2 separate regions of the Gossypium arboreum genome follow, and region 1 is linked to region 2. Evidence: chromatin contacts called from public Hi-C data. All regions are on one chromosome and are shown on one strand. The core of a region is the stretch at or near the end of the contact, and the rest is flanking DNA. Distances in the headings are between cores, read along the strand shown.

What was found. Hi-C and Micro-C count contacts between places; a contact is called where the count stands out from the background.
Region 1: a contact with region 2 is called in a Hi-C map of leaf, with 2.8 times the contacts expected there. The contact joins the promoter of LOC108472638 here to the promoter of LOC108472914 in region 2. A contact is called at or near these places in 2 of 5 Hi-C or Micro-C datasets (both in leaf).

Annotation. Positions count from the first base shown.
Region 1 is chr3:57,285,661-57,291,820 of ASM2569848v2, forward strand. LOC108472638 (protein NRT1/ PTR FAMILY 3.1-like) reads left to right here and starts at 2,106. Exons shown (of 4, transcript XM_053025713.1): 1 at 2,106-2,593; 2 at 2,692-2,909; 3 at 3,207-3,766; 4 at 3,880-5,026. The coding sequence starts at 2,452. The coding sequence ends at 4,741.
Region 2 is chr3:56,748,008-56,753,929 of ASM2569848v2, forward strand. LOC108472914 (protein NRT1/ PTR FAMILY 4.6-like) reads right to left here and starts at 3,512. Exons shown (of 5, transcript XM_017774479.2): 1 at 3,340-3,512; 2 at 3,062-3,167; 3 at 2,719-2,936; 4 at 916-1,356; 5 at 1-817. The coding sequence starts at 3,342.

The DNA of each region.
Region 1 (6,160 bases), core at 856-3,355, 540 kb after region 2:
CTTATAGGCACTTATGCATTGTTGAATACTGATTTTTCTTCTCTCTCTCTCTTTTTTTTTTTTCCCTCGATTATCATTAATCCAATTTTCCTTAATTACCATTAATTAGTTTGAGTCCAATTTTTCGTTAATAATCATTATTCCAATTTCTCCATAATTGTTTTAACAATATTAGAGTGAACATAAACATCAAAATTTTATTGCCGTGTATAACATTATTATGAAACATTTATATATTTGACTACAATAAAATGAATCAAGAAATTTTAAGAAATATGATAATAAATATGAATTTTATAAAGTAATTTAAATGGTAAATTGATAATTATAGAATTTTACTTTGTTTTGCTTATCATTATAAGTAAATAATTAAAACATTGGCTTAATATAACATTTGGTACTGAACTTGACACTTTTGCTCAATTTGGTACTTAAAATTTTTTTGGCACAATTTGGTATTGGAACTTGGCACTTTTTCCTAATTTGGTACTTAAACTTTTTTTTGGGCCAATTTGGTACCTAAACTTAGCATTTTTTTAATTTAGTACTTAAGCTTTTTTTAGGTTCAATTTGGTACTTAAATTTATTAAATGTAATACAAATTACGTAAAATAGTAACGGTGTTAAATTTTTTATGCTACAAAAATATTGTCAATATTAGAAGAAATTCATGTTAAAAAAAGGTATTGGGCTATGCTCAATGAATTAATATTAAATAAGAAAAATAATTTTAAAATCCCAAATTAAAAGAAATACATTATTTTCAATTAGTAAAACAATTAATTAAGTAAATAAAACTAAAAGTAATTGAACATATAAAATACAAAAATATCATATCATCTGTTACATGTTGGTCATGTATTGATTATTTTGCTACTTCATAAAAAATAATATTATTAATATATTGGAGTAATTTGTAAAACGTTTACAAGTACCAAATGGAAAAAAGGTACTAAATTAGGAAAAAGAATCAAGTTCAAGTACCAAACTGGACTCTCAAAAATAAAAAGTGTCATATTTAGATACTAAATTAGACACCAAAATTTTAAGTACCAAATTAGAAAAAATCAAATTCAGGAATTAAATATTATATTAAGCCTAAAACATTCTTCTATTTACTTATTATTGAATTTTTGCTTTGCTTACCACATATATTGTAGTCTATGCATATATACGTTGATTATGGTTTGAAATTTTTCTATATATATTTTCATATTTACAGTTATAATTAACTCACCTCATATAATTTACTTACTATAAAACTTACAACTAAAAACTAAAATTCTCAAAAGATTAAAACCTCAATTTTCACCGACATAACCGAAACCTGCTAAAGCAATGTCATCTTTCGGCCCTTAATTTATTTTCAAAATTGGACACAGAATTAGATGAGAAAATTTATGGTTTTCAGATTTTTGGACTCTCCCTGCAATTATAAATTTATTTATTTATATATTACCCCATATGTTGAGCTAGCATTTCACCAGTTAAAACCTCTTACATAAATTGATTTTTTTTAAATATGAATAAATACAACTAGATTCTCCAGTTTCCTATTTGGCTATCAATTTTTATTAAACAACTTGACTCAATAAATGACTTTTTATTTTGGATTCATCGTTTAATTAGATAAATATTTATACACATAAGGATATTATTAAGGGTATAACAAAAAAGGAAAAAGAGAAGAAAGTCTTGTTCTTCTTTTTGAAAGGAAAGAAAATCTTGTGAACTTAACAAGGCTATCTAATTATCAATAAGGCAACCAACGTGGAATTGTTGTGAACTGTAATTGAATGGCTGTAATATTAAAATTCAAAAATTCTCATTATCCAATGTGTAGGTAGAAAAACTTTTAGAAATCAAAATTAAATTTTAATTTTTATGACACTTTAAATAGTTTATATTTTTATAATTTTAAAAATTAAATTAAATTTTATCACTTTTAAATTAGGTCAAAATATAATTTTATTTTTATTAATTTAAAATTTTAAAAAATTTAAAAGTTTGAAATGAATTTTTTCCGTCCCTGCCACTCTCCTTGTTTTTATGGATTTATAAAATAAAATAAAAACAAAATTATACGTTTCGATAATTAATAGACCCTAAATCGACCGTCATTTGCTCATTTCTCAAACATGATATCAAGTGTGCAGTTTCGTGAGTGAGTCATTCTCCCATCCAAATAATGCAAAGTGAACACAAGAGAACAAAGACAAAAAGTGTCTACTATATAAGCTTTAGTCCAAGGAAGGCAAGGTTAGTCTCGAAGAAAGAGTCTCTTGTTTCTGTTGCTGCTTTGTTTGACCTTTACAAGTTAAGTTTCTGTTTTCTTTTCTTCACCCTTCTGACTAAAGTTCACGCTCAAGGGCCAATCGCATTTATGGTATCAAATTTCGCATTGGAGAAGTAGGGCAGCCTTCAAAACATTGAGCTTGCTAGCTGATTTTTATGGAAAACCACAGCATGGCGACTGCAACTCCGGAAAACAAAGACAGCTTTGCTACTTCCGGAAATGCCGATGATAAGCAGAGCAAGGCATTTGTCAATAATAACGAAAAGGGTGGAATTAAGACGATGCCCTTCATCTTAGGTAAGCTTTTTGACAACTGTTGGAATCCTAGATTATTTATTTATTTATTTATTTATTTATTTCTCGTATGGCTAATTGCTTCATCGTGTATGTTCCAGTAAACGAGATATGCGAGAAATTGGCAATGGTGGGATTCAGTAAAAACATGGTTAACTACTTGACACAGCAGCTTCATATGCCCTTAACAAAAGCAGCCAACACCGTGACCAACTTCAATGGTACCTCGAGCTTGACGCCATTGCTTGGGGCTTTCATTGCTGATTCCTATGCTGGAAAATTTTGGACCATCACCATCGCAACGGCCATATACCTAGCAGTATGAATGGTTGCCTTTTTCCATAGAGATTTTCCGTTCTGAATACTAAGGGTTTTCGATTTACCTACCTGTGTGCGTAGTTGGAGGACAAGAAGCATCAATTTTACAGTTTACTTATATAGTCGGAACTTTCCAAGAAATGATTCAATCTCTCTTTTTAGTAAAAAAAGCAAGGGTCTAATATTGACTAAATTAATTAGACTGATTTTCCATAAAAGAAAAATTAATTAGATTGACGGTCTCTTGTCTGTTAAAAAAACTACAATCTGATCTCATCTGATCTGATGATGTGAACAGGGAATGATAGTCCTAACACTCTCAGCAGCACTGCCACAGCTACGGCCACCGCCATGTGCAGGTGACCAAGTTTGCCAAGAAGCCAATGGGAGTCAAACGGCTGTTCTCTACCTGTCTCTTCTATTCGCAGCCTTAGGATCAGGCGGGATCCGGCCATGCGTGGCGGCGTTTGGCGCAGAGCAATTCGTTGAGGAGGATCCTACGCAGCCTAAGAAAACGTGGGTCTTCTTTAATTGGTATTACTTTGCATTGGGAGCCTCAATATTACTGGCATCAACGGTGCTTGTGTATATTCAAGACAATGTAGGATGGAGCTGGGGTCTTGGAATTCCTACCTTAGCCATGGCTTTGTCCATAATTGTATTCCTCATTGGTTACCCTCTTTACCGAAATCTGGATCCTGCCGGAAGTCCCTATACTCGTGTCTTACAGGTCTCTGTTGCCGCTTTTAGGAAGAGAAAGATTCCCTTGATTTCTGATCCAAAGTTTTTGTATGTCAACGAGGAGCTCGATGCATCCATTTCCACAGACGGTCTGCTTCACCATACAAAGCAACTCAAGTAAGTTGCCACTTGCCTGCCCTGATTTCATATCATATGATTTAAATTTATTCAGTTTCTATTGAAAATCTAAACTCGTACTTCTATTCTAACTGACTAATCCACCTGTGTAGATTTCTGGATAATGCTGCCATTGTCACTGAAGAAGATAGTCTCAAGTCATCAGAAAAACCCAATTTCTGGATACTCAACACCGTCCATAGAGTTGAAGAACTAAAATCTATATTGAGGATGCTACCAATTTGGGCAGCTGGTATTCTATTTGCCACATCCAGTGCTCAACAGAACACATTTTCATTGCAACAAGCCAACACAATGGAAAGACACCTGACCAAGTCTTTTGTAATTCCCTCTGCTTCCATGTCTGTCTTCGGCATGTTATCAATGCTCGTCACTATAGTCTTATATGATCGCCTATTGGTTCGTGTTGCACGGAGGATCACAGGCCTTGAACGGGGCATAAACTTTTTGCAGCGGATGGCCATTGGCTTTTTCATCGCAATAATAGCAACTATGGTCGCTGGATTCGTTGAAGTGAAGAGAAAGCATGCAGCCTCGGCTAGTGGCCTAATTGACAGCCCCGAATCTACAATTCCCATCTCAGTATTTTGGCTTGTTCCGCAGTATAGCCTTCATGGCATTGCCGAGGCGTTCATGGTAATTGGCCACCTCGAATTTTTCTATAACCAAGCTCCCGAGAGCATGAGGAGCACCGCCACTGCTTTGTTCTGGACATCCATATCCGTTGGGGACTACACAAGCACACTTTTGGTTACGCTAGTCCACAAGTATTCCGACTGGCTTCCTAATAGAAACTTGAATGAGGGGAAGTTGGAGTATTTCTATTGGTTGCTCACACTTTTGCAAGCTCTAAACATTGTATACTACTTAATATGTGCAAAATTTTATACTTTCAAGCCTCTCAGCCACAAAACAGAACATGTTGAGGGGGTTGAACTCACTACCCAGGTTTAACTGCGTCTTTCCCTTAGCACGAGAAAGGAACAGTCTTATATATATGTATTGTATAAAACTTAATTAGCTTGTACAAGAAACTTGAATTAGATTTTCAATAAGCAGGTATATGCTGGCAACGAAGACCTTGAGCCTTGTTTGTTTGTTTGTTGTGCTTCTCCTCGTTCATGCTTCATGCGTTTGATGGTGTAGATGTCTACATGGGATAAAAGTATCATGGATTGTATTTTACCCCTCTATTAAAAAATAATAAATTAATCATTGTATGTTAGAAAAAAGTACAAATTGATCATTTGATTAAAAGTTTCATCCATATATTGTTAAGTGATTAGTTGACATATTTTCTTTTCCACCGACCCTGCTTTATTATGGATTTTTAATTTTGAAAACCAATATCGCTTCTATATATGTTGGATACATCCATTTCCGCTCCGTTCCATCCCATCCCGCTTCGTTTAAATTTTATTTTTGCTACTTATCTTTAAAATTTTTAATCATTTTAAAGTCAAGTAAAATATTTAAATATAATTCTTCAAAAAGTTTATTTAAACCTAAAACATAGGTTCACATTACTACATTTTTACCCTTTTAATAATTAAATATATACAAAAATAAAATGATAATTTCATATAATGGAATAGAGTAAGGCAAGATAAGTAATTATTATAACTGCTTTATACTAACTGTCCAAAACAAAAATCCACCCTAGCCCTGCTCCACATCTACTTTCCAAAAGAAAAAAATTCACTCCATTCGAAGCAGATTGGTTCAAAATCCATTTGACGATTTGGGTTTCGCCATCTTTAAGATAAAGTAAAAGTACTATAGAGGCCCACGTGCTAAAATTCGGATTATATTTTGTCCATTTACTCAAAAAAGAGCAAATTGGTTCTTACATGTTAGATCAAAGTGCAAACTAGTCATTTTGTGAAAAGTTCAACCAATCTACTTTTAAATGATGAGAAGACTAACAGAGTAACCGGATAGCGACATATTGTATGTCATGTGTGCCTCATATTGATGTGACACATTTTGCCACATCAATAAATATTTAAAATTAAAAATCTTAAAAATAAATAAAATTTTAATAATTATTTTAAGAGAATAGAAGATTATTTAAAGTTTATTAAATTTTATAAGAAATTATAAATTATTTTGAACTATTTAATGATTATTTAAAGAATGTCAAAATGAACTTAGATAAATGGTTGTCTAGGTTCAAGTGAGCCTAAACAACCATTTATTTGGGTTCATTTTCGAGTTGTTTCTAAATAATTATTAAAAATTATACATATTTGTGTATGTATATTTTGAATTCTTTAAGCGCATGTATATATATAATTTTAAAATTTTAATCATTATTTATAAATTCTTATAATTCTTAATAAATTTTAAATAAGTTTTTTTATAATTCTCTGT
Region 2 (5,922 bases), core at 2,262-4,761:
CTGACAGCCACGGCTTGTGCCCTGAGTTCTCACTCACATTGTTCACTATTGATACAATTACCGAGCTTAAATAATACCCCATTGCCAAGGAAGTCCAAGAAAGAGATGTAGCCAAGGATCTCATGCTTGAGGGCGCCTCGGTGAAGAAAAATTCTAGTAACCCCGCCAAGGTGAAAAGATCAGCTGATCCCAGGAACAAGTACTGTAAAGCAATCCACAAAAATGTAATGGGTAATGGATTGGTTGAGTCAAGTAGGCCAGAGTAAGTTGCTACTCTTTTTCGTTTAATTTCGACAAGAGCTGCCACTGCCATGGCTACCATGGAAAGAAATAAACCAATCCCAATTCGTTGCAAATGAGTGATGCCCATCTCAGTTTTAGTTACTCTCCGAGCAAATGGGATAATGAAGTGATCGTAAAGCGGGGCTAGGATCATGATGAAGACCACGGGAAAGACTGGTAGGGAAGCTGGAGGAATTTTCAATGAACCAAGCTTAGTGTTCATGGTTGCTGCCTGCTCAACTGAAAAAGTTGAGAGCTGAGCTAGGCAGCAATTGAGAACAATGGTGCAAGCAAATATGGGAAAGATTTTAAGCACGATCTTGACTTCCTCTACTTGCTGCACTGAGCATTCAAGTGCTGGGTAAGCTGGCTTGTTCACCGCTGCTCTGTTTAGGACTTTGAGGCTTTCAGTTGGGATTTGGTGGTCTCCTTCCTTGCTGGTTTCAGTTCGATAAGAAGGGCTCGTTGTCAGGTTCGCAATGGCATTTTTTGGATTTTTGCTCATGCAACTGTTCAGCATAGCAGCAATCAAAACCTGTTCAAGTAAAGCAAAAGTAAAGCAAAAAACAAAACTTATTTCTTCATTACAGGAATGGCATCAAGGTGGGGTCTGATAATTGAAGTAGCTTTTACCTTGCCAATGGTTGTAAGAGGGCTGCCAAAGGGTATTTTGTTCCTGTAAACAGCCGAACCAGCAAGGAAGATTGCGATTGACAACAATACTGCAATTGTAGAGATGGAAAAACCCCACTTCCATCCCATATTATCTTCAACCCACACAACAAATGTGACGGCTATGAGTGCACCGAATGAGAGACAGAATACAAAGTAGTTGAAGAAGGTGGATCTTTGCTTCCTTCCCTGTGGGGTGTTGGCATCAAACTGCTCAGCGCCATGTGTTGGTAAGGAACCCTTTATCCCTCCAACACCAAGCGCCACAAGATAGAGGCCAGTGAACAGCATTACTGCTTTCCCACCTCCAACTTCATGGCATGGAATGGAGGGGGTTGATGGACTACATTCTCGTGGCTTTAGGGAAGCAGTCCGAGCTTGCATTGCAAGAATGACCGACCCCTGTTTCAAGGACCACAATTGGTTAGGCATGCCTGCTCAATTAGCAAGTGTGTAGACTTTAGAAGTCCCCCAGCAATTAATTTGAATAACTTTGATTCATAATAAGCATTCCTTTCTCTTTCCTTTGTATCTCTTTTAAGGCATTCATGGGAAGAAATGAAGCTTGCATTCAATTCCTTATACAGCTAGGTAAACTCGGTTTCATGCAGTTTTCAAACATAAGAAAGACTTTCAAGTCCGAAATCCATACATACACAGCATCCAAGGTTGTATAATAGATAGGGAAGAGGAGATGAGTACAATAGATAGGGAAGAGGAGATGAGTACGCCTGGATCAAACTGATTCGTCAGTTCCCTATATGATTGATTTCCACATACTAAACCGAAAAGCCGATAGCATTAAGGTCCAACTTGTTGGGCCGTTCAATTTGGTTTTTCCGTTATGTGGCGTTAGCCACACAAGGATTGCACTGCGAAGATTTCAATGATATGTTGCTGTAAAGAAACCGGGTTGTTGACGACATGGCTTTGTTATATTGAATTGTGCAGGGTGAGCATGATTCTCAGTTAAATAGACTTTCAAGTTTCGCTTGGGCTCTATCAATGGCCGCCCACGTGGTTCATGAGCCTGCCTAAAATGAAATGAGCAACCTTTGCTTCATTTCCCTTTTTCATTCGAAGAAAGCTACGCACCCATTATTAAATGGATTTGGTTTTCCCAGTATTTTCTTCGGATTCGTCTCTTTCTCCAGCCACATACTGTACAGTGATTGGTGGATGAGAGTTGAAAATTACCGTGTATTAGACGTACGACATAGGGTAGGAGCTCCAGCGACTGTTTGACACTCATGCGGTACGTGTAGAGCTAAAGCTCTCTTATCGTTAAACTAAAATCCCAAGGCGTCGGCTTTGTAAGGATAAGTCCCATGACTAATACCCCAACATTGGCCTACTCCAGGACCCACTCGCCCCACTTCCCAATTTATGGATAAGAAAAAAAGGAATTTCTTTAATGGAATACGAGGCATTTGAAAGCATAGTTAACATAACCGATTGTTGTTGGAAGTTCCAATATGTGATGGAAGGTTGAATTGAAACAGACCCTGTTTTATTATCTCAGAATTAGTTTACTTTTGGGATCCGAAAGAAAGTGGACAAATATACTGACATTTTTTACTAAGGCCACGTTAGTTGTTGTATCTAGGCGGACTGGGTTTTTTTGTTTATACCGAACTCGCAGGGAGGGAACACTATCAGATTTTTGCCCGTGTCTTTTATTTATGACAACCACAATGCGGATGAAGTGCAATAATGAAACAATACATAGAGAGTTCTAAAGATAAGTGTGTGAAAATGGAGTACCAGGAATTGGATGAGTGCGCTTATGAGGTAGATGTGAAAAGTAGTGAAGAAAGTGTCGGATAAGAAGCCCCCAAGCAGAGCCAGAAGGAAGGCTGTCCCCATGAAATTGGTGACATAGTTTGCCGATTTTGATGGAGATAAGTGCATGTGCTTTGACAGATACAGCACCAGGTTGCTACTATTTGCCAAGTAGGCCAGGTTCTCCAGCACTTCCACAACTACGTACAGCCAAAATTTATCATTAAACTAAGCGATGGAACCAACCTATAAAATAAGCCTACAGCGGAAGCTCACCCTTGATTTGTGTCAAAAGCAACAAAAAGGAATAGATCAGGTAACTAACCCAAGACAAAGGAGGCAGCCACCATGCAACCATGTTGGCCCCTTAAAGCAGGTCTGCCCCTCCAATCCACATACCCTTCCCATCTATTATCCTGGTATCCTCCTTCCTGTACAATAAAAGGCGAGTTAGTAATAGTATCTAGGAAAGCAACATAGGTTTGTTGTCTGTTGTTTGTACTTTGAATGAAGCAACGAGAGGACGAATAATGAGTGAGATGACAACATAAAAAGAGCAGCAAAATAAAAAAATTAAAAGGGCGGGGGGGGGGGGGAACCCACCATTGTTTTTTCTCTCTCCTATTCTCAACTTGGGTAATTATGTTGGTATTTGATCTCGAGTGTGAGTAGAAAAGCATGGTGAGAGTGGTGGGGGTATTTAAAGAGAGGGGAAGGGAAGAGCATTTGATGGTTTCATTTCAACTTGGAGGAGAGAATGGTCTTCACACTTCACATAAGTTACTTTTTGACTCATCATCCTTGGAACCTTTTGTTTTATACTAAGAATTCTTTCATTTTATTATTTTATTTGAAAATTATCATATTAACGAACAGTTTATTTTTGTAATAACAAAGTTTCTTTTATTAAAGATTGCTAACTTATAGTATTAAAGATTGCTAACTTATAGTAAAAATGCTTCAGAGGAGGAAGATTAGGAGAGAAATATATCAAATTCTCCCCACCCATTATTAAAGGAACCCAAAAAAACAAAAAAGTACCTTTCTCTTTCTTTGACCATCGAAAGCCAAAACCTTCGTCGCGGATGCCTAATGATAGTATTTGTTTTTGTCTTTTCTTCCAACAAAATATGAATTCAGTTAGCAAATAGAAACAACAAAGCAGTACACGCCTTGAGGAGTAGAACAAAACCAGCAAGAAGCAACACACAGTGAGCAGCTGATCGATAAATGCCCCCTTAGGAGGTGTGGCGCCAAACGTTGACAAAAACCACTGTCTTCATGTTCAACCACAAGTGGTTAAGTGGTTTAAGAATCTCCCAGGGGCGCCAAGGTTGATATCGAGTATTGGTGTACCGAGAAGCAGCCACTATAGAATCGGATTCCACCACTACAGAATCAGAACAACAATATAAAACTTATCTTTAATCTTGTTTCATTTTTCACTTGACATTTTGATTATCTTCCATATCTTTCTCCTTCCAGTACTGTTATAATAAAATTTTCTGATTTATATATAATTATAAGATAAAGAATATATTCTTTAGTCCGTGTACACTCAGGAATTTAGCAAGTGGATGACGATGACATGGATATATATATATATATACACATACGGCAGCTTTATGAAAATGTCTTTTGTGGCCGTGTGATTATCATGAATACTGTTTCCCCAAACCCAAAATCCAATGTTTACACAAATGAATGGAATCCCCAGTTAACAAATTGAAAACAGTGGTTAAAAGAAGCAAAGGGTAGTGATAAGATCACTTCGGCTGGACGATTGCTAATTGCTTGACATGATAGAATCTAATAGCCATACAATGGAGGATTATTATATTAATGGCTCCCAATCTCCTACCGACAAGCTTATGTGCAATAATGCTTGAAGATATGAAAAGATGATAGAAATTGGATGTGCGGTCTCATGAGTAAAAAATACTACTACATATCCATTTTCTTGTTAGGCTTATTTCAAATATTACCCTCTATATTATACCCATTTTTTGGTACTTCAATTTTTTTTTCAGTCAGTTTGAGTACCTTACCCATTTAATTCTAGATATTAATGCCATTTGTAAAAAAAATCACCATGCAGCATTTTCTTTTTGAAATTTTACAGGAAAATTAAGACAAACAGGGAGAGAAATAAAAAATGTTTTTATTACAACAATAAAGTTAATTAGAAAGAACTAACTTATCAATTATTATCGAATTTAAAATGTCGACTCTCTCTAAAAACTTGATTTCCACGGCGTGGTTGTTGGTAGACAGCGCGGAGAAGAGTGACGACTACCTGAGGCTGAGGACTGATTGAGGGAAGCAATACAGGAGCTACAGGGGCATCATAGGATGGTAGCGAGTGGCGACGACACCTTGTTGCGCGAAAAAACTTAGAGTAAAAGAAGATTGAGAGAGAAGAAGAAAAACGAGGAAGAAGAGAGAAATCTAAATGTTCATCTGTATATTGATAACTGCTTGCCCTATACAACTCATGTTTAATAAGAGAAAATAACAAAAGAACAGCGTGGAAAATTTTGTTATAACCAAACGCAACGTTTCACTAATGTTCTGCGCCCCGTTTACTGTTTTAACCTTAGAATCAAAACTCTCCGTTTTACTTAAGATCAAAACTCTACTTTTAATTAAATGAGGTTAACTGTTTAAACTAACTTCTTTCCTTTTATCTTCTATTTTCTGCTCCTTGTTTTCTAGCCCGTATCAGTACTTCTTTCCTAGGAAAAATTCTTGTCCTCAAGGATGAAAATGAGGAAATTTGGTTTGAAGCAGGTCGAGAGACTCCCATGACGCATCTTTTGGAAAAGAGTTAGCCTATTCCACTAAGACTTCAGTAACAGCTATATTGCCTTTCTTGACTATTCTTCTATCCACAATCCGAACTGGTTCTTTTGGCAATACTCCATGAATATCCACCAATGACAAATGAGCCTGAGTAGATGATGCACCTACATGTTTCTTCAGCTAAGTGACATGAAAAGTGGGATGAATACGAGACCCCGGTGGTAACTGAAGAGTGTATGCCACCTCTCCCACTTTTTGGATCACAGGAAAAGGTCCATAGAACTTTGGAGATAGTTTCTGACTAAGAATTCTTCTGTCTGTTGCCTATAGGGTTGCAGCCTCAAATAAACTAAATCCCCTATTTGGAAAGTTCTATCCAAACAA